5 separate regions of the Mus musculus genome follow, and all the other regions are linked to region 1. The links are chromatin contacts, called in public Hi-C and HiChIP or PLAC-seq maps. All regions are on one chromosome and are shown on one strand. The core of a region is the stretch at or near the end of the contact, and the rest is flanking DNA. Distances in the headings are between cores, read along the strand shown. Region 1 holds the start of Pdss2 (prenyl (solanesyl) diphosphate synthase, subunit 2). Region 2 has its middle 18 kb from the start of Scml4. Region 3 holds the start of Scml4 (Scm polycomb group protein like 4). Region 4 overlaps Bend3 (BEN domain containing 3). Region 5 overlaps Scml4 (Scm polycomb group protein like 4).

Region 1 (3,929 bases), core at 551-3,050:
TGTTTATGAGTATGATGGTAAGATGTATAATTTAATCTTATTTAATTTAATCTTATAAGAAATTTCCATTTTCCAGATTGGCCATACTGATTTACATACATGCCAAATTTAGTTTTTCTGTTTCTTCACCAGGATGTCCTTCTGTAAATCTGTATTTCATTCCTCTTAACTTTGTGACAGATCTCATAGTAATGTAAATCTGCAATTCTCCTATGGCTAGTGGTTTTGAACATTCATAAGCCCACCTGCCATCTTTTTGTCCAGCTCTTGTTTGCTTTTTCACTTTTGAGTTTGAGAAGGAGTTTCTTGTTTAGCACTGAATTTGCTGGTTTAGCTAGACGAAATGTCCATCACACTGCAGAGATCTCCAGTTTTCACATCCTCAGTACTGGTATGAAAAACCTCCACTTTTGTTGCTGGCGATCCAAACCAGGTTGTAGGACTTGTTCAACAAGTACTTTGGCAAAGACATCTCCCCTAATCCTCTTTGTACTAGTTTTATTCTCATAACTTTTCTGTGTGCTTGAAATAAACTACGAAACATGAGGTATGAGTTGTTTTTTAAGTGATAAATTTTTTTTTAAACCCTAGTGACAAGTTTAACACTAGTCTGGCATTAAGTGGTAAAAGCGTCAGAGGAAACTGACTTCAATCTAGATAGTCCAATACCTGGATATTTGGGGGTTTTTTTGTTTGTTTGTTTTTTGAAACAGGGTTTCTCTGTGTAGCCCTGGCTGTCCTCGAACTCAGAAATCCGCCTGCCTCTGCCTCCCAAGTGCTGGGATTAAAGGCGTGCGCCACCACTGCCCGGAGCTGTCTATTCTGCCTGTCTCTCTTGTCTTAATCTTTCTGTAGGTAAACAGCTTAACTTGCTCTGTAGACCAGGCTGGCCTTGAACTCAGAGATCGCACTGCCTTTGCCTCCCAAGCTCTGGGATTAAAGGCATGCACCACCATTGCCCGGCTCTATTCCATTTTTAAAATACCACTTCTTGACTGTGACTAAATAAGTATACATCTCTGATACCTTGACAAGCCATGAAGCATCTGCATCTCTAAAAGTGAAGAGAAACTGTAAAACACGTTCAAGTTTTTCTTTTACGAAAACCATTTATCCTGGGCCAAGTAGAAGAATGTTAAAGGGACACCAAAGAATACCTTAAAAGTTCAAAAGAAAGTTAGAATCAAGGAACTGGCCAGACCCAGAGTTACCATGGGTCGCTCACCTGGCAGTGGTAAGCAGAGGGTGTCCCGTCCCCACCAGCTTCCGCACCTGCATGGCGATATTGCTGAGCTCGTCGCTCAGCAGGCAGCGCAGGCTCATGAAGGATGCGGGGTAGCCCACGATCTTCTCCGCCTCGGACACCACCTGGTTCCAATGGGCCGGTGACCTGGAGGAGCGCCCGCGCCAGGAGCCCGCCGAGGAGATGCTGTCGAGGGATCTGAAGTACCACCAGTGGCGACTGGGGGGACCTGAAGCCCCGAGGTAACCGGACAAGCGCAACAGCAGCTGCCGGAGGCTCATAGTTTTGAGTCTGAGAGGGTCGGGGACCTGAGGAAGGTGGCCAGAAATGACACGGGAAGCAAACAAGGGCTGAGGAGAAACTTTCAGAATCTAACAGGAGACGGCGATTCCAAACCCTCAGAGAAGTATGGCTTTCTGGAGCCGTAACCAGGAATAACGTTTGCTGCTTCTGCAGCGCAGACTGGCGTAACCCCAGCGGCTGCTCAGAACTGCACTGGATACCTGCGCTGGTAACCACAGCCAGTGCCTACATGGGGGGCGCCATGTTGGAGGCATGAAATGCGGCCTGCCGTAAAGATAGGGGCGGGCTGATGAGCGGCAAAGAGTGCTCTTTACTTTACGGCACAGCTGGGACCTCCCCACTAAGGGGCGGACCCTCAGTGATGACCGGAAGGCGAGAGATGGAAGGGAGCCTGTGCCCCAGGACGTCGGTGTCCGCCCTTTGGCACCCCGCTAGCCCTGGATCTAGGCGCTCTCGGGGTCTCTGCAGCGTTTCTCCCGGCCCAACGCAGAGTGAAGCTTATGTAAATAAATGTCTGTATCGTGGGTCCGCGGCGAGATCGTAGGCCCGTGGCGCAGGCTCGTCCGGAAGCCTTTTGCTCCTGGGCGCCTTAGGCCCTTGGTGGGGGCCGCGGACCCGGGAGGGCGGCCCCGCTAGCTGGGCGACGACGTCTCCTCCGCGGCCCCCCCAGAGCTGGAACGCAAGTGGATCGGTGAGGCTGAGCCCTGCTTCCCTCAGCTTCCTGGCCGAAGTGCCAGGATTTCTGTGAAAAATCCAGAAAATAAGGATGCTGTGAGAATGGAATGAAACGTCGCTTGCTCCGGGACTGAAAATTCACTGGCATGAGTGCATTTCACATATTAGCTCACTTAATCTTTTGTTGAGTTTTAAAGATAATACTATTCCCCGGATTTTAGGGGGGATGGGGGGGAACGGAATGAGGCACAGCCAAATTGTAAGTTGTTATGGTCACATTAAGCAAAATGTGAACCTAGAGGATCTGGTATCTTTTTTTCTCCTCTCCTTTGGGTACTAGGGATAGAGGCCAGGCCTCATGCAGTAATGCTAGGCTAGTGCTCTACTTCGGAACCACATACCCGACCTAACAATTTGGTTATTTGAATACATACTCTTAACCACAACATTAAGTAATATGTTACCAAAAATTCTTTCTCATTGCTAAAGTAAAATTGTCAGTGTGACGACGCTTTCAGTGTTGGATGGAACGTTTTTTTTTTCCCCTAGGCCACAGTGGCCTGAGACTTCTTACTGTGTAGCAAACTGACCTGTAACTTCTTGACCCCATCCACCTCTCAAGTCCTGGGATTACAGACGAGGGCCAGAGGGCCACTCTGCTCTTCGGGTGCCACCTATTCAAGCACGTCTAGCATCTTGCCCTTTCTAATTAGACAAAACAAGTGTTGAAGTCCTTGTTAATCATAAAAAAATTAAAAATTACAAAACCTTAAATTCAATCCCTTGGGAAGAAAAAAGTAACATTAAGATCAGTAATATAAAAATAATAAACGACTTGTTACCTACATTTTACACTCAGGAATGGTTTTTAAAATTCATGTGAGCTTTCAAAATTCATAGTTGGTATTTTTTAAGCTCACATTATGTAAATGAACTAGAAAAACAAAGAGAAATTGTTCACACAAGATGCTTTTAGCCACAGAAGGTTTAGCGGCAAACTCCCTTTGAGTGCCAAGTCTCCTGTGATTTAAAGATTCTGTTTTTGAGCCAGGAATGGTGGTGCTTACAAGCACTCAGGAGGCAGAGGCAGAAGGATCTCTAGGTTCAAGAGCAGCCTGGTCTACATAGCCAGTTCTAGGCTAGCCAGGGCTCCAGAGTGAGGGCTCCATAGATAAAACAGCATATTAATTAAAGGTGAATTATATTTAAAAACAGTCTCCCCATAAGGGAGTTCCTATGTAAGATTCCTAGCAATAAAATCCAAGTATACTACTATGTAAAAATAAATGTAAAAGGTGAAATATTTTATCATTCTAAAGAGTTCTAAGACCTAAGCTGGGTTGTCCAAGGAGAAGGAAGTCAGAAAAATCCAGAGAAAGAGAGAGACTGAGTGTAATATATCGAGCATCTGAGGCTGCTTCTTCAAGATCATGGTACCTTAAGAGTAACTTTTCACACATTTGCTTTAATGAAAATTCACAGTATGTACTTTAATTTCTTCACAAAAGCCAAGTGCATTATTCTCTGGTCTTGGTCTGTTAGCCACGTTTTTGATTATTCATGGGACTTCTGCTCCCATTTACTTTAAATAACCAGCACTTTCCTTTATACTTAACAGTTAAAAGGTTGCATTGTATCTAGTGGTAATCAGTTTTGGAAAATTAAAATGATATTTGTTCTTTAGTCCTCCTGATTTATATATATATAT
Region 2 (3,929 bases), core at 674-3,173, 380 kb after region 1:
ATTTGGACACAGGGACAGGCACACACACCGATGACATGAAGAGGCAGAAGATGGCTGTCCAAGGAGGGTCACCTCACATAGATCTTCCCTAGAAAGAGCCAGGCTTCCCACTGCTTTACCTTAAGATACACAGCTTGCAGGACTCTAAATCTCTGCTGTTTAAGGACACACCATTTGAGAGACCCTGTTACAGCAGCCTCACATACTAGCATATCTAGCTTCCGGATTGCCAAGGCCAGATTGTTCAGGGGGAAACACCATGACTCCAAACAACTTGAAGAGGAAGGGGTTTATTTCAGCTTATAGGTCTACCTCACAGACCATCTCTGAGGGAAATCAGGGCAGGAACCTGGAGGCAGGAGCTGATACAGAGGACATGGCAGGATGCTGCTTACTGGCTTGCTCCCTGTGGCTTGCTCAACCTGCTTTCTTATAGAACCCAGGACCACCAGCCCAAGGGTGGTACCACCCACAATGGGCTGGGCTCTCTCACAACAGTCATTTATCAAAAGAAAAACACAAAAAGGAGTCGCAGCCTTCCCCACAGGCCCATCTGTTAGGTGTACTTTCTCACCTGAGGTTTTTCTCTCCCCAAATTCCAGTGTATCTTATATAAATTTGACATGAAACGAACTTGCATGAAGGTCGTGACCACAGAAGCAAGTATCTATGGCAGAGCCAGTCTCATCTCAGATGGGACCCTACAGAGGGGTGAGAGAGGAGCTATGCACAGGGCAACCAGTGTTACTGGGATCCTTGAAGAGATCTGCCCCATTACACTGGGCTGAGTCTGTCCCAAATGCCATGTAATGGACACAGAGTTCTGTGCACCACTCACTGGGTGTGAACTCAGTGTCCAGATGTGAAGTTCCCAGAAGGCTCTTGGCTCAGGGCTGGTAGAGGTGAAATGAGGACAGTCATATTCCTGCCCAGTGGGACAGTTCCTGTGTGGCTCAGAGCCCAGTGCAGAAGCAAATGCCCTGAAATAGCAAAACACAGATTTGCACAATTAAAACGTTATTATACAAATTATTAAGGTCCCCAAGAAGGAAACAGGCCATAGGCATCAAGAGCCACAATTTTTGCTGATTAAAATAATTAAGATGGTTCGTTTCTTTTCTCTTCCTTTTAATCAGTGAAAGAGTTGGCGATGTGAGAGGAGCCAATGCCACAGGGCAGAGCTGTACCACAGCTTCCTGTAACAGAGAGAAGGCTTTTAAGAAAACTTACAAGCCTTCATGCCTACTTTGCCTCAGCCCCAACCCTTCCCTGCCTGCCTCCACCAAAACTCATTCCTATCCAGGAAAAACAAAAACAAACAAACAAACAAACAAAAAACCAACAAAAAAACAGTGGATTCAAAGTTGAATTTGCTTATCAGAAAAATAAGGAATTTCTTTTTGTGTTATTATATGTCTCAGATACTTCATGGGATATACATGACAAAAATTAATTTGTTGTTTATCTGAAATTCACATTTAATTGAGTATCCTTTTGTAAAACCTTAATCTTCGTCGCACAGTAAGTTCTAGACAGAGCTGTAGATAAGTGTGATGGGGTGCCTGTAAGGATAGAATTTGCAGCATGGCCAGGTGACCTTTGAGTCCTTCTCCAGGGCCCCAAGGCCCTGCTCTTCAGAAGCTGTGAAGGTAGCTGTCCACTCCCACCTTAGGAGGACGAGGTTGGCGCTATCCACCTCAGCCGAAAAGAGAAGGAACAGCGACTGTCATCAGCTCCCAGAGAGCCTTGAAGAAGCAGCTGGCTCTAGGGTGGGAGATAGTCGGAACCAGCCCTGTAAAACTAGATGGGTCAAGCCACCCTGAACTCCAGAGGGGCTGCCGCAGGAACATAGCTGGGAGGAGTCCTGGAAATAGAGGACAGCACTGTGGGACTCAGGGCATGGGCCAGGTACCCTGAGCATCCAGCAACCCTCCTCAGCTACCTCGCGCCCCCTGGCGGCCATAGCTAGTCAAGCATGTACGCGTTCCTGATCCCAAAATCCAGCAAGGGAGAGGGGGGTCCCCAGGGAACAGTGCTTCCTCAGTGGCCACTGATCTGAAAGTATCACTTTCAGTGTCACTTTGCAGTGACTACCACCGCAAGTTGCTCACGGCATCTGCCCTGTCCTCAGTTCCTGCTGCAAATGAAGCCTCTGGCTGGATGTCCCAGGAGAGATTACAACCTTGTCTAAGGACATCTTTGCCAAATGAAGTCTGCTCTAGTGAGGTCAAGGCAGCCTAGTTAGTGTCTTCAGACCCCACCACATGACCCCCTGGGCGGAACAGGATGGTTCTGTCTCTTCAAATAGGCTTAAGTGGTGGGGAGGTAGCCAGTGGTAAAGCATATTCAGCTCACATGAGGTTTCTGTCATTGACATCTCAAATATAGAGCTTGTTTGAAAGGTGTAAACAGGACGAGAGTGACAGCCCAGCAGTTAAGAGCACTCACTGCTCTTTCAGAGGATCTGGTTCCGTTCCCAGCCCACAACTGTCTGTAACTCCAATTCCAGGTGGAGCCGGGCCACAGCACCCTCTTCTGGCCTCCGTGGGCATTACACCACGTGGCTCACTATCTCACAGGCAAAATATATACATCAGGTGAAAAAAAATTAAGGTGCAAGTAAAAGACTGTACACCGAGAATGTCTTCCTCATCCCCCGAGCGCAGCACTTCCCAGCTCGGCTTGCTGACTCAAACAAAAGGACGGAAACCTGCGCTCTCAGTTGACGTCAGCAGCTTCAGCCTCATGGCCCTTCCATAAGTCTCTAGACCAAGCAGCCCTCCAGTAGGAGGTGTCCTGAGTGCGAAGCCAGAGTTGCCTCAGCTCCTCCTGTGCCCCAGGCTGTTAAAGGGCGGAGGCAGCCAGCACTGTGTTCACGGGACTGATTTTCTTCGTCAGTTTTGCTATGATTATCTGTCTGGATTTTACCCAAATGCTTCTGAGATGTTGCTATGAGGTGGGGCTTTTTGTTTGTTTTTGTTTTTGTTTGTTTGTTTGTTTTGGTTTTTAAGGGCAATGATGTTTAAACCACTAGATCAAGTCAAGCAGATTACCCACCTTCCTGGCCTCATCCAATCAGGTGAACGCCTTAAGGAAGTGGCTCATTCTTTCCTGAGGAAGGAATCCTGCCATTAGATGCCTTTTGACTCCAGACTGAAGAGCCACTCTCCTGGGGCTCCAGACTGCCAGGCTATCAAGGATATTCCAGACTAGCTGTATTTCATGTGTTTTGTATATGATAGGATCTGTGATCTTTTGGGGGGTTTTGGAGACAGGGTTTCTCTGTGTAGTCCTGTCTGGCTTTGAACTCAGAGATCTGCCCAAGTGTTGGGATCAAAGGCATGTGTCACTATTCCTGCCGTTTTTATTTTCAGAAATGGTCTCACACTGTAACCCAGGCAGGCCTTGGACTTGAAGCAGTTTACATGTGCTGTGGTGAACATGTGGAGTGCTGCGAGCCTGTGCTTTAACCAGCCTCTGCCCACGGACGTGTATGAGGGGGGAAGAGAGGGATTGTTGTGTGAAATGATACATTCCTCCGCCCCTGGAGAGAGGGGGACGTTCAGGACACTCAAGGAATGTATGGGGCTCACAGGGCTGAGGCTACATAAGCAGTAGATAGTGGGGGGCTCTTGGGGAGACAGCTGCCTACAAGTTGTGCAGGACCCTCCAAGGACACAACTTTCATCCGTCCTCACCTGTACCAGGTGGGCTTTGAGGGAAATGCAACCACCCAAGTCGTCCTCGCTTCTGTATGTCACCCTTCATGCATGTTCCTATAAGTGCCCCCTCCCAAAACAAAACAAAACAAACAAACAAACAAAAAACTCAGTGGTTCGCAAAGCCAGACTTAGATGGAATAATTTCTTTGGTCTGCTGTTGCCCCATGGGGACAAACAGGCATCCTGTTCAGGTCACTGTGAGAAGTA
Region 3 (3,929 bases), core at 973-3,472, 360 kb after region 1:
TCCTTCAGGGTATTGTTCAAATTTTTATCACACGCAAGCAGTATTGAATATATTAAAAGTCCTTGGGTTTTTTTCAGTTGGCAAGATCAAAGCGGAGGAGCTGAGGTGACAACCTTTGAGTTTGGCTTGTTTCCTAGATCGCCTATGACCTCCAACCTTCAGCCCCACAACGAGAAGAGAAGCAGAAAGTGAAACTACTGTTGCTCTAGCAGAGAACAGCAGCCGCAGAAGAACTGTGCAGATGAAAGCCGAGCTTGCCCGCTCGTTCTTCCTGTCTCGTTATTGCTCATATATAGCTTTTAAGGAAATAAAAGTAATTTTGGTGACACGGGTAAGACATTTAAATGTGGTAAAACAACTAAGATTTGGGATTTTGTTGGATCTGTGTTTCCTCTTATGACACAAATCAGACAGGCAGATTTGGAGAAGGTTTCTACACACACACACAGTCACAATGTTAAGAGTGAGAGAAACACATTCATGTTTTAATAGTAGTTGACAGCTATATTTTAAAGGTAGACTGTAAAGCTACCAAGCGGCTTCTCTGCACGGGGCATCAATGTTTACATTTTAGCTGCATTTTGATGCTACGCAGTGCTAGTTTTCTAGGTAATTGCCACCCAGTAGCTGTTACTCAGATCGACTGAGCCACTTCTACCAAGCAACAAGCACACAAAATGTTCCATAAAATACTGTCTAAATCAGGCACCTTCTCCTCTACAGCCATCTCCATACTTCTACATGTTCTCCAGACATTCCGTTTTGTTTTGTTCTTAATGAGAAAAAAGTCTTGAGGAGGGAAAGACATCTATGTCTCTTACCCTTCAAAAAAAAATGTTCCTTAGTTGAGAAAGGAATTAAAAACATGGAACACACAACAACCACATCTGGATCACTTTTCAAGCATCCCAGCTACAAAGCCCCATTTCTCAGAGAGCTGCTGATGGTCCTAGCCCTCTTGAGAAATGTCATGACCCTAGAAAGACAACACAGCAAGCCGCCACCTCTGGCTTATTGTCGAAAATAACGGCAAGAACTTAGACTCAAGCGCATCAATGATGAGTGAAAACTGCTAACTCAGCAGCCATACCCACTGGTCCTGTCCATCCGCAGAGCAACCTGTAGACGACACCCGGGGCTGCAGGCAGAATGAGTGGAAGCTATTTGGGGTCACATAGGACTGTGTGAGGGGAGGAGGTGACTTTGTCTTTGAACTTGGGGAAACTCCAAACATTCCATACTAACCTGTTAGTTATTTCCTCCTAAAAAAACTAATAGCAGGAACTTGCAAACAATTAATACTCTCCTTATCTATGACTGGTACATCAGCAACCAACAAAAACACATGAAATATCCCATCTGCAGCATTCAACACAAGTAAATAAAATTCAATTTGAAAACAAATGCTTTGATGAGTGCTTATATCACAGCCAATTTTAATAATCAATTTTAGGTAAATATTTGTAACCTAATCCATACTACAAATTTTAAATTAATAATACAAAATAAGACAAAATTATTATTAGGAAAAAAACCATATTCATGTTTGAAATAATAAAAAATTTGCACATATTTACATATAGACTTAAAGAGAGGTTAAGTGTATACATGTCAAAAATGGTTATAAACTGTGTTTTTACTTTAAATCTCCCTTTGATATATAGTTAAAAAAAATCAAACATTATATTTTGCATGTTAGGATCCGAAGTTTACCCACCGGGCTCAGTAGTTTTAGCACCAGACACTCGTGCATTGCCAGAGAGGCAGGCATGCAAACCCTCCCAAATAAACTAAAGCAGGTAACCTGTTGTGCCGCCAGCCCAAAGAGAAGGAGCCATACAATGTACCACAGCACACCCGCCAGCATGCGTCTCCCTTACCTACAGCTTGGTCACAGAGCCCTGACCAGGGTGTTGCTTGCTGAGGTCTGGAGTGGTGGCTTAGAAGACAGGTGACTTCCTGCACACACACTGCGAGTATGGCACAAGCTATCTTCCACCCGTGTGCTACGCCTGCCTCACAGCTAGTCGCCAGCAGCCCAGCTCGCCGCCGCTGCAAACATCTCATTAGACTAATGCATTCAGTACAGGCAGAACACTCGATTTACCATAGCTACAGCAGTGAATTTCCATTACGATGACAGCTTCAACCACATCATGTCCGGAAAACCAGCCAACCGCTGGCTTCTAAAGAACACACACACATTTTACATGCAGAAAGCGAGGACTCTGTGTGTGTGTGTGTGTGTGTGTGTGTGTGTGTGTGTGTGTGTGTGTGTGTGTGTTATTTCTTTCCTCTGTACAGACAGACCAGCTAAGAGAAATACACAGCACAGCTTTTTGTGAACAGCAGCCGCCAGGTAATGATACTTCTGCTTCTTAGATAGTTACTTCCTTGTAAGAAACTGAATTATGTCACAATAGTCAGAATGGGTGTTTCCTGCATTTCAGTTTTCATTACCCCTCCTCCGTTGCCATAGAAACCAGACTGTAACATCATCTCTTTGTCCCAGTCTTGCAGCAGTGAGGGCCACACCAGGCTTATAAGACTGTTACGATCTGACAAGGCTAATGTTTGGCTTTGGGGGGAAAAGAAGAAGAAAGAAAGAACAATGGTATACCAACAGAAAGCCTGTGTGTTGTCAGAGGTGTGGACCTGTACTGATGACACACTGTGGCTGTACCTGTTAGCTCTAAAGCTGCCTATCCTACGTTTAATCCACATCTGTGTGTGCACATCTGGAAGTGTTTCTCCATGCCCAAACACTCTTGGGACCTGCCTGGGAAAGGGCTGCTGTCTCTCCTCCATACCCACTGCCTGTCCACTAAACCAGTTTACACCAGAGAAGGTGCCTTTTCTCCTCCCTTCTTTTTATAAAGTGAGTCGAGGTTTTCTGCTGCTGACTTGACTCATCTGGGGAAATGGGATGTGTCTCAAGTGTGTCTTATAAGATACCTGGTTTACAAATACAGGCTGTCTACCGGGTTTGCTTTTAGGGACAGGGAGCATGCTTGTAGCCAGGACTGACATTAAACTAATTTGGAAGGTCTGGGTCACAGCTTAGCCAGTTACTGAGTATGAAAAATTAAAAAGGACCTACAATTTGAATGCATATGTAGTGTGAAGTAAATTTGTCCCCTCAAATTAAATAGATACAGGAAATTGATGTTTTTTTTAAGTCAAAGCATTATCCTTACTAAGAAAGAAGGAATTCCCTGGGTGGCATGTGTCCTTTCTGCCTAGGTCCGCTGCCTGCCACAGCCCTGACTCCTCTGCCCCAAGGTGGTTCCCAGGCTGGCCGGGGCCTGGCCCAGCTTGGATGGCAGTCTCCATTCCTACCAAGTGCCATAAAGAGTCAAAAATTTGTACCAACAGTGTAGTATGTGTCCCCTTTGACATCCAAGGGAATCAAAGGCTGATTAGTGAAACAAGATTGGCCCATAGAAGCTCTCAATAAATTTCTATTTTATGAAAGATACAGACAGTTTGGCCCAAGTAGAAATTATTAGGGTTATGGGACTGGCTTTGGACTGAAATTCATGATGTAGAAATGGAAAAGTAACACGTTCACAACAAAGTGCAGACTCACGCTGTTAAGGAACGTAGATGGGAAGAGACATAGAGCTCTCTCCTCATGGGAAGAGGCCTTAGGGGAGGCGGTGAGCTGCCGAAGACAGCATCATGGCTCGCCACTGACCTACAGCAACCCTTTTGGACTCGTATTTAAACTATTGAGGGTTTTTTCCTTTGGAAATAAATATGTTATAAAACTGAAGGGGAAAAGTAAAAATGAAGACAAGGAAAAGAAGGAATCCACATCCTTTATTTACCTGTTGAGTTTTGATGTTCATTCAGGAAAATACAGTCTTGGAAGTTTTGTTTTGGAGGGGGTGTGTCTGTACTTTCTTATAACTTAGTTCATTTAAAGA
Region 4 (3,929 bases), core at 831-3,330, 300 kb before region 1:
ATTTCATGTGCATTGGTGTTTTGCCTGTATGCCTTGTGAGGATGTAGTTATGAGCTGTCACGAGTGCTGGGAATTGAACCCAGGTTCTCTGCAAGAACAGCCACAGCTCTAACCCACTGAGCCATCTCTCTAGCTCCCGCAAGCGTTTGGTTTTGGTGGGATGGAACTTCACTATAAAGATCTAAGCTCTAAATGGAGTGGAGTTGGTATGTAGACCAAGCAAGCTGGCCTTGAACTCACAGAGACCCATTTGCCTCTGACTCCCACCACTGGGATTAAAGGTGTGCATCATCATGCTGGCTACTTACCTTTCAAGAAACTAAAAACCATTCCAGTTCAGTGGGCGTTCATGAACCTACCTAAAGGGCTCACAACGAGAAGTGAACTGAGCAAGGAAAAGGAGCCCCTCCTTGCTGGGCGTGGTGGCGCACGCCTTTAATCCCAGCACTCGGGAGGCAGTGGCAGGCGGATTTCTGAGTTTGAGGCCAGCCTGGTCTACAATGTGAGTTCCAGGACAGCCAGGGATACACAGAGAAACCCTGTCTCGAAAACCAAACCAAACCAAACCAAAAAACCCAAAAACCAAAACAAAACCAAAAACAACAACAACAACAAAAAAGGAACCCCGCCTTACCGTGGCTCTGTGAAGGTCCGCTTTACAGTCAGAGAATTCCCAACTGCATGATCTCCAGGGAGCACGACTGGAACACTGTGTTCCCAGGACGCGAGCAGCTTGCGAACTGCTCGATAGCTCCAGAGTGGCTCTTGGAAATCAGCAAACGCTGCAGATCAGGGTTCGTTACCCCTCCCCCCCCCCCCCCCCAGAGCAACAGCTGTTAAACATTTACCAACACCCATGAGAGGTTTTCCTTATGAAGCACCTTGGCCCACGGTCCCCTCACTCGGTCCTTCTGAGGCCCTCTTCCCCCCACCCCCCAACTTCGCTACACATTTCCAACTCATCTTCTCCTACTCGGACAAGGTATCATTTTGCCTGTATGCATTTTTGTGGAATGCATTTCACTGTTTTGCTTAAAGTTATTTTATAGCTTTATTATAGATCTCATCGCATGCTCTTTCCCTTGCTGTGTCTTGAGTTCTGTCTAATCCATTGCCTCACACTGTTGCCTCAAAGTGCATCGTCCCACATTTCTCCAGCTTTCTTTCAGAGGCACACCGTCCCAGGCTATTTCCCACAGGTAACACTCTTGCTTTCTCCATTACAATGGTTCTGTTGGCTGCCTTCCCGTGGGCACTACTTCAAGACTCATTACCTTACTCCACCTCCCTGGCATGAGCCAGCTTTCTCATTTGTTGCCAGTATAATCTCTAGCTCCCAGCAGCCCTCTGCCCCTTTTAACTTTCTGACTCATGATCCCTGGCCTCAGCCTCCCAAGTATTAGGATTACTGGCAAGCACCAACACTGAGACTATCTCCCCAAGTCAGACAAGAGAAAGATTGCAGCCAGGGCAAACAAGAGTTTTCTAAAATGAACGTGTTCTTTCGAGGTTCTTAAAGAGAGGCATTACTTGTTTCTGAAATCAAAGTCACTATTAAACAATATATAACCTATCAACATTGGGGTGGGGGGCACTGGGCAGTGGTGGCACACACCATTAATCTCAACACTCAGGAGGCAAAGGCAGGCAGATCTCTGCAATCGAGGCCAGCCTAGTCCACAGAGGGAGTTCTAGGACAGCCAGGGCTACATAAAGAAACCCTGTCCTAGGGAAAATCTCTTAGTTCTTGATTCTGAAGCAGAGAAATCAAAGGTTGAAATGCCAACTTTGAGCAATGTATTACCACTGACGGCCACAGGCCTTATGCATACGGGAGTGCATCATCTCTGTTGGCACCAAGACTTCAGCTTGTCAAAACCAAGGATGGAAACTCCTTATGCCTTGCAGCAGAAATAGCACACACTGACTCCCTGTCAGTGCTCAGTGTGTTTACCCACATCATTGCTGCCTGTGAGGATCAGGGGGGTCAGGAAAGCCCGTAGTCCTGCGGCTGTGCCTCAGGCCAGGGCCCAGTTTCATTAATACCTGCAGCAGCTTGGCTGCCTTCTGCACAGGGAGCAGCCAAGGTCCAATCTGGCCCCACCCACGCACATCTTGCAAATCAGCTTCAGGCAAGACCTGTCAGGTCTGTGCTAAGTCAGGACCTTCCCGCCAGGTTGCAATGGGCTGCTTAACTAGTAACTCATGGGGGCAGGACTAGTCAGAGCTATGGAGCAGGCCCAGGAGCTCTGGCCATCCAAAGACATCTGCTGAGTGGAGGCAGCAGGGCCTCTTACTGCATTCATCCCCTTGTCATCTGAGACCTTAGCCTCTAAGCAGCACTCTGGCCTTTGCTTCCCAAACGCTTGGATAACAGACAGAGCCACCAAGCCAAGGTCCTCGCTCAGCGTGCTCAGTCTTCCCTGGCTTCCGCTCTCGTCAGCCTTTCCCTGACTATAAAACCCGACTTCCTCTTATCCTATTTTTTGAAACAAAATTTTCAAGTCTAGAAATGAAAATTAAGCCAATTAAAAATTTAAATTGAGCTTGTAGTCCTGGAGTCCTGGAGGTGGAGTCAGTTTAAGCTTACCCTCTGCTGTATGTAAGACCTTGTCTCAATAAAACCAGTAAAGTGGTGGTGCACATCTTAAAAAAAAGAAATCCATCCATCCATCCATTCATCATGTGTGTCCATAGAGGTCAGAAGAGGGCATTGGATGGATCCTCTGGAAGAGCAGCCAGTGCTCTTCACTGCTGAGCTAGCTCTGTAGCCCCAGTGGCGCACATATCAATCCTAGTACCTGGTCAGGAGGATCTGAATTTGAAGCCAGACTGATCTAGTGCATTCCAGGCCACTCAATCTGTCTCAAAAATACAAAAACCAAACCAAACAACGCCCCCTCCCCAAGCCATCCTGATGCTAACTTATAAAGAACCTGCCTCTTCCCACCGGCCAAGACAACCTCTCTAAACTAAGGCTGTGAAGTGGTTGGAATACGCCTGGCCCAGGGAATGGCACTATGAGGCAGTGTGGCCTTGTTGGAGTGTGTGGCTGTGGGGGTGGGCTTTGAGACCCTCCTCCTAGCCACCTAGGAAAGTCTGCTCCTGACTTCCTTTGGATGAAGATGTAGAACTCTCAGCTCCTCCAGAACTGTGTCTACCTGGATGCTGCCATCCCCCTGCCTTGATTAATAATGGACCGAACCTCTGAACCCGTAAGCCAGCCCAATGTTGTCCTTAAAAGTTCTTGGCCATGGTGTCATTTCACAGCAATGGAAACCCAAAGACAGCTTGTTACAAAGCAGAAAAATGCATGCAGTAGAAGATTGCACTTAATTCAACGCCTCCCCCCCCATGCCTTACATTTTAATGGGTGTTTGGCCTGCATGTATGTGTATGCCCTACCATATGTGTATGTGGTAGTCAAGTAGGTCAGAAGAGGGTGCTGGATCTCCTGGAACTGGAATTACAGATGGTGTCGAGCTGAGGATTGAACCTGGGTCCTCTAGAAGAGCAGCCAGTGCACCTAACCACGGGCCTCTCCAGCTTGACCATGCTACTTGTTAAAAGGTTGCTGATTTGTAACCAGCAGAGGGAAAACATGTATCTTTTTGTTACCAGGTTAGCTTTGAGAAACTACAACCCATGTGACACAGGGTGGAAATACTGGGGTCGAGGAAGTGATGTCCTGCTGGGACAGGCAGGGCTGGCACCAGGCCAGGAAGGAGATGGAAGAGTGCCTCAATTTGTGCTCTGTATACAAGTAGCACTGAAGGATGGAGTTGGTGAGTTCTGCCACTCGCCTATGACCAAAACCTTGCAAGCTGTACCCCACATCCAGGCACTGAAGTCCCCAAACAGGTGGACAGACAAATTCAGACACACTCTAAGTGGCCTAAAGAAATGAAGCGTTAAAGAGACCAGTTTTT
Region 5 (3,929 bases), core at 1,030-3,529, 270 kb after region 1:
TGGAAGGAAAGGAGTTTGGGAGCTTCCCCTGCTTGTCTTTTGACTGCAATGTGTCTTGGATCGTGGTAACATTCTCCAGCCGGAGAAGCTGCTATAGGTACTGAAGTGGGCAAGCACTGGGCCTTCTGGTCAACCTACCACAGGTGCTCTACAGAGTGAAAGAGGCTCCCTGCACATCCCTCAGGGCAAACTGTTTGCGATGGCTATTCTCAGTTGTCAACTTGACTGTATGTGGAATGAAGTACAATCCAGGAATGGAGGGCACACCTGTGATCCGGATCCTGAGGCAAGAAGACAATTTGCCTTTGATCCAGATCTTGAGAGAACATGAACACACGTGCATGCAAGCCCGGGGCCATCAGACCCCTTCATGACCACCAGGGCCATCCTTCTTGCTATCACCTACCTCTCCACCTGACCTTTATCTATCCTTCTTGAATGTGTCCCACATCCTTTGTAGTACAATCACCTGCCTACCTTTTATATTATATTATATTTTATATTTATATTTTAATATAACTCCTTAAGAATCCGCCGATGTCTATTTTACAATCATGTATCAAGCTCTTTCCACGTCTTAGTCTTGTGTAAGGTGTTTGGTGAACAATACAACCCAAGTCCTCTCATTACCAGGGTCATATATTATATTGACCCCCTCCACAGCTGAGCAGAGAATAAATATTCTTGATATTGATGACTGTGAGATGGATCGATATGCTTTGTAAAAGAGGCTAGCTTTGTGTGAGAGATCCTTGCCACCACTTCCAGGCTAGAAAAAAAAAAAAAAAGCCAGGATTCTGAACAAAAAGCAACTGCCCTACAGGAAAATTCTAGGAGCTAAGAAGCCGGTGCCTGTCAACCTTCCCTAAGTCTTAAGACAACAGTTTTCGTCTGTGCTCCCCTTCCTGCTCTTGATAGACCTGGGAAGATTCATGTCTGCACTTGTCCTAGTTGAGAACTAGATTTCATTTGAGTTTTGCTTTGTTTTTCCCTGATTTTTTTCCTTGTTGGACATGGAAGGGTCCTATGAGGTGGTGTGGCACCAGGCATCTCACTGAGGAACTGGAGCTTTTGGAACATGGATGCCCACTAGTGAAAGATGATTTTTAGTCCATTTAAAGACATCTGCACTCAACGTGGGGCTGAAGAAGCACAGAAATCACATCTGTCTTCGAGGCCCGCCCACAGGAGCATGGCTGTTAATCAGGGTGGTAATAGATGTCCGGACTACAAAGGCGGGAAGTCTTTAGTCCAAGAATGATTCTGCAGGGATGAGAGTGGAGGTCAAATCTAATTTCCTATACTTGGCAGGAAGGAGGGGAAGTCCGGCCCACTGATAAGATCCTGCCCAGGGTCAGGCCGCCCTTTGAGCGAGGTCAGGAACAGCAGACGCTGACTACAGCACAAGAGAGGGCTCCTGGTCATCTTTGAGGAGAGTGTTCTCAGTGATGGCTGTAAAGACTCTTGGAGCACTGAGGCAAGTACTATCTGTGCTTGGGACTTGGTACCAGCTGTGGGCATTTCCCCTTTTACAGGATGGTGGAAGAACAGCCAGACTGGCTCATGGGTGTTTCTGAGGGGCCTTTCAGTCACACTAGGCAGGGCAGCTGGTAAGCTAAGTCACACCTCGGCAGTTGCTCCTGGTCCAAAGCATGTACATTTGCTCCAGAGAAGGGCAATGGAACGTTCCAGCGGTGGGTTTGCAAAGCTGGTGCAGGTGTGTGCTCACAGAGAAAAGTCAACACACCACTGGCTCCCCGCTCCAGCCAGCTGCTGAGGAAGGTGTCAGGAAGACAGATGGGTCCAGTCCAATACAGGAAGGGGCTGCAGGCAGACATGACAGATGAACGAGATTGGATGTATTGAACAAGTCTTGCTCCTGTGCGGACGGAGCGTGCAAAGCACTCGCCGTCCACAGCACTAGGGAAGCTGTGCTTGGTCATGTTGCTCCCCGTGGGCTGTTAAACCGTGAAAAGTGAGACCCGGTGGTGAATGGGTACATAATTAAATCTTGTTGCTCCTGAAGGTGAATTCACAGTTAGCAGAAAAAGAGACCACCGACTGACTCCGTGCTGAAAAGCAATCCCGCTGGCGCCTTCTGAAGCATGGTGCTCAGACCACATCTGCAAATCTCTTTCCCTCTCACGCATCCCCACGAGCACACACATAATTGCCTTTCGCTCATTCATAATTCAGGAGAAACTTTAGCTAACAGAGTGGGAGAGTAGAACAAGGGAGTGGTAAGCCAGGATGAGTCAGGAGTCAGAAATTCCTACCTCCTACAGCTGTGCACTTCTCCAGAGTGTGGTGTGTATGTGTGTGTGTGTTCCCTCCAACCTCAGGCACCACATGACCCAGTGCACAGACTGCTGTGCAGACTGCTGACAATAAGTAACACTTCTGAAGGCCTCAGGTGTGTGTCCAAGGCTATGCAGAGTGTGAGGTGCCCAGGCTAGCCCACATCACAGTCTAAGCAGTCTAATCTGTTTTGAAACCGAGTTGTTTTACATTCTTTCAGTTCCAGCTTTTAAGATACTACGAGGCGACAGAGACCAGAGAGGAAAAACCCTGATCCTTCCTTAGATTCTAATCAGATTTTTTTTGTCTATTTGTTTTGTTTTTTATTAATCCTTCAAGACAAGCTGACCTGCCAACAGGACAGAAGATGTCCCTAGGGGCCAGCAAGCCAGGTTGGGCTGCATTCCTTCTCAGCCAGAAACTGACACTGTTAGCCCCGACCTGCTTCCCATGAAGCAATGTGATCTCCACCAGGAGCCTCTAAACACCTGTCCTTCAAAACGCTCAAATGTCAAATCTCATTTCAGTAGATCCCATTTCAGGACACTGGAGCCTTTCCTGACTCCCAGGATGAGGAGGTCGCTCAGCCCCTCCCCTTCCAGCACTGTCCCGCAGCCCCTCCCCTCCAACACTGTCCTGCAGCCCCTCCCCTTCCAGCACTGTCCCGCAGCCCCTCCCCTTCCAGCCCCTCCCTTCCAGCACTGTCCCGCAGCCCCTCCCCTTCCAGCACTGTCCCGCAGCCCCTCCCCTTCCAGCACTGTCCTGCAGCCCCTCCCCTTCCAGCCCCTCCCCTTCCAGCCCCGTCACACAGGCCACACTTTTCCACCTCCAACAGTAATCACAGTAACGTCCTGAGGTCTCTCTGGAATGGGATCCTTCTGCCTTGTTCACAGCTCCACCCTCAGCCCTGAGAAGAGCCCTGCTGAGGAAAAAGCCCTGCTGAAGTACTCAGTGGACATCTGCAGACCAGAACACCCCAGTCTCTAGTTGTCTACAAGTAAAAGCAGCAAGGATCAAACAGGACAAGGTTGTAAAGGTCAGAGTTAGCTCCAAAGCTAGGCAGTGTACTTCTATGGTGTTCAATAAATATCCAGTAGTTTTAGTTCCCTAAATCCCACCACCAGCGGGCGGCTCATCCCCTAAGGGCTCAGAAATGTGTGGTTTACAATCACTATAACCAAAGCCCCACCAGCCTGACATGGACACCCCCAAACCATTCACTGGTCGCCTGCATCATCCCGGCCCCCTCTCCTGTCTCCCCACAATGAAGAAGCCCTTTCTCCCCTCTGCAGATCCCAGCCCTCATATGAGGCCCCCATCCCCACGCTTTCTCTAGCAGAATTGTCTCCGGTACTGACACCATAGCCCACGAAACCGACTGCAGCCCACAGGAAACTTTTGAGCTGTAACAACAATGTATTTTGCTTTTGCGTCTACCTCTTGAAAATGCCTGTGGTTGGGAATTCTATAGCACGCGCAGGAAGCTTTGTTGTCGGAAACCTTTCATAGCTCTGGCTGAGTGTATCTCAGATGAGAAACAGACGCTCCCAAAAGTTCACCTGAACATCAGCAAACCTCAGGGAATCTCTTGCCCTGCTGCAGCCCAGGCACCAGCTCCTGCTGGGGCAGCG

What was found. Hi-C and Micro-C count contacts between places; a contact is called where the count stands out from the background. HiChIP or PLAC-seq counts read pairs in DNA pulled down with a chosen protein or histone mark.
Region 2: a contact with region 1 is called in a Hi-C map of muscle stem cells, with 4 times the contacts expected there. The contact joins the enhancer-like site here to the promoter of Pdss2 in region 1. A contact is called at or near these places in 4 of 484 Hi-C or Micro-C datasets (muscle stem cells, myocytes, nephron progenitors and 1 more) and 4 of 115 datasets of contacts at active chromatin or transcription factors (the SCID.adh cell line, embryonic forebrain and embryonic stem cells).
Region 3: a contact with region 1 is called in a Hi-C map of muscle stem cells, with 2.5 times the contacts expected there. The contact joins the promoter of Scml4 here to the promoter of Pdss2 in region 1. A contact is called at or near these places in 2 of 484 Hi-C or Micro-C datasets (cerebral cortex and muscle stem cells), 3 of 115 datasets of contacts at active chromatin or transcription factors (effector CD8 T cells, embryonic stem cells and memory CD8 T cells) and 1 of 9 other capture datasets (adipose tissue).
Region 4: a contact with region 1 is called in an H3K27ac HiChIP or PLAC-seq map of differentiating embryonic stem cells, with 2.3 times the contacts expected there. The contact joins the enhancer-like site here to the promoter of Pdss2 in region 1. A contact is called at or near these places in 2 of 39 promoter capture datasets (3T3-L1-derived adipocytes and frontonasal cranial neural crest), 1 of 15 datasets of contacts at CTCF or cohesin (the NIH/3T3 cell line), 3 of 115 datasets of contacts at active chromatin or transcription factors (bone marrow-derived macrophages, differentiating embryonic stem cells and embryonic stem cells) and 1 of 9 other capture datasets (pancreatic islet).
Region 5: an H3K4me3 HiChIP or PLAC-seq map of craniofacial prominence shows a contact between it and region 1, with 4 times the contacts expected there. The contact joins the enhancer-like site here to the promoter of Pdss2 in region 1. A contact is called at or near these places in 7 of 39 promoter capture datasets (the 3T3-L1 cell line, 3T3-L1-derived adipocytes, cranial neural crest and 3 more), 8 of 484 Hi-C or Micro-C datasets (cerebral cortex, cortical neurons, embryonic fibroblasts and 3 more) and 23 of 115 datasets of contacts at active chromatin or transcription factors (the SCID.adh cell line, acute myeloid leukemia, astrocytes and 15 more).

Annotation. Positions count from the first base shown.
Region 1 is chr10:43,219,357-43,223,285 of GRCm38.p6, reverse strand. It overlaps Pdss2 (prenyl (solanesyl) diphosphate synthase, subunit 2), which reads right to left and starts at 1,800. Exons shown (of 8, transcript NM_027772.2): 1 at 1,226-1,800. The coding sequence starts at 1,524.
Region 2 is chr10:42,840,570-42,844,498 of GRCm38.p6, reverse strand. No RefSeq gene overlaps it. Among named protein-coding and RNA genes, the nearest start is that of Scml4, 18 kb to the left of the region's middle. Within about 2 kb of position 1,923, at least 47 of the 459 cell types and tissues checked have an H3K27ac peak or open chromatin away from gene starts, as enhancers often do. A contact at or near this core is called in the SCID.adh cell line and muscle stem cells, where this site is marked.
Region 3 is chr10:42,858,805-42,862,733 of GRCm38.p6, reverse strand. It overlaps Scml4 (Scm polycomb group protein like 4), which reads right to left and starts at 2,222. Exons shown (of 9, transcript NM_172938.3): 1 at 1,881-2,222. It overlaps Gm34006 (a long non-coding RNA gene), which reads left to right. Exons shown (of 3, transcript XR_380280.4): 3 at 78-328.
Region 4 is chr10:43,515,407-43,519,335 of GRCm38.p6, reverse strand. It overlaps Bend3 (BEN domain containing 3), which reads right to left. Exons shown (of 4, transcript NM_199028.2): 4 at 3,919-3,929. Among named protein-coding and RNA genes, the nearest start is that of Mtres1, 24 kb to the left of the region's middle. Within about 2 kb of position 2,080, at least 52 of the 459 cell types and tissues checked have an H3K27ac peak or open chromatin away from gene starts, as enhancers often do. A contact at or near this core is called in differentiating embryonic stem cells and pancreatic islet, where this site is marked.
Region 5 is chr10:42,949,586-42,953,514 of GRCm38.p6, reverse strand. The region is part of intron 7 of Scml4 (Scm polycomb group protein like 4); the gene reads right to left. Among named protein-coding and RNA genes, the nearest start is that of Gm5079, 40 kb to the left of the region's middle. Within about 2 kb of position 2,279, at least 110 of the 459 cell types and tissues checked have an H3K27ac peak or open chromatin away from gene starts, as enhancers often do. A contact at or near this core is called in craniofacial prominence, embryonic fibroblasts, embryonic limb bud and 2 more, where this site is marked.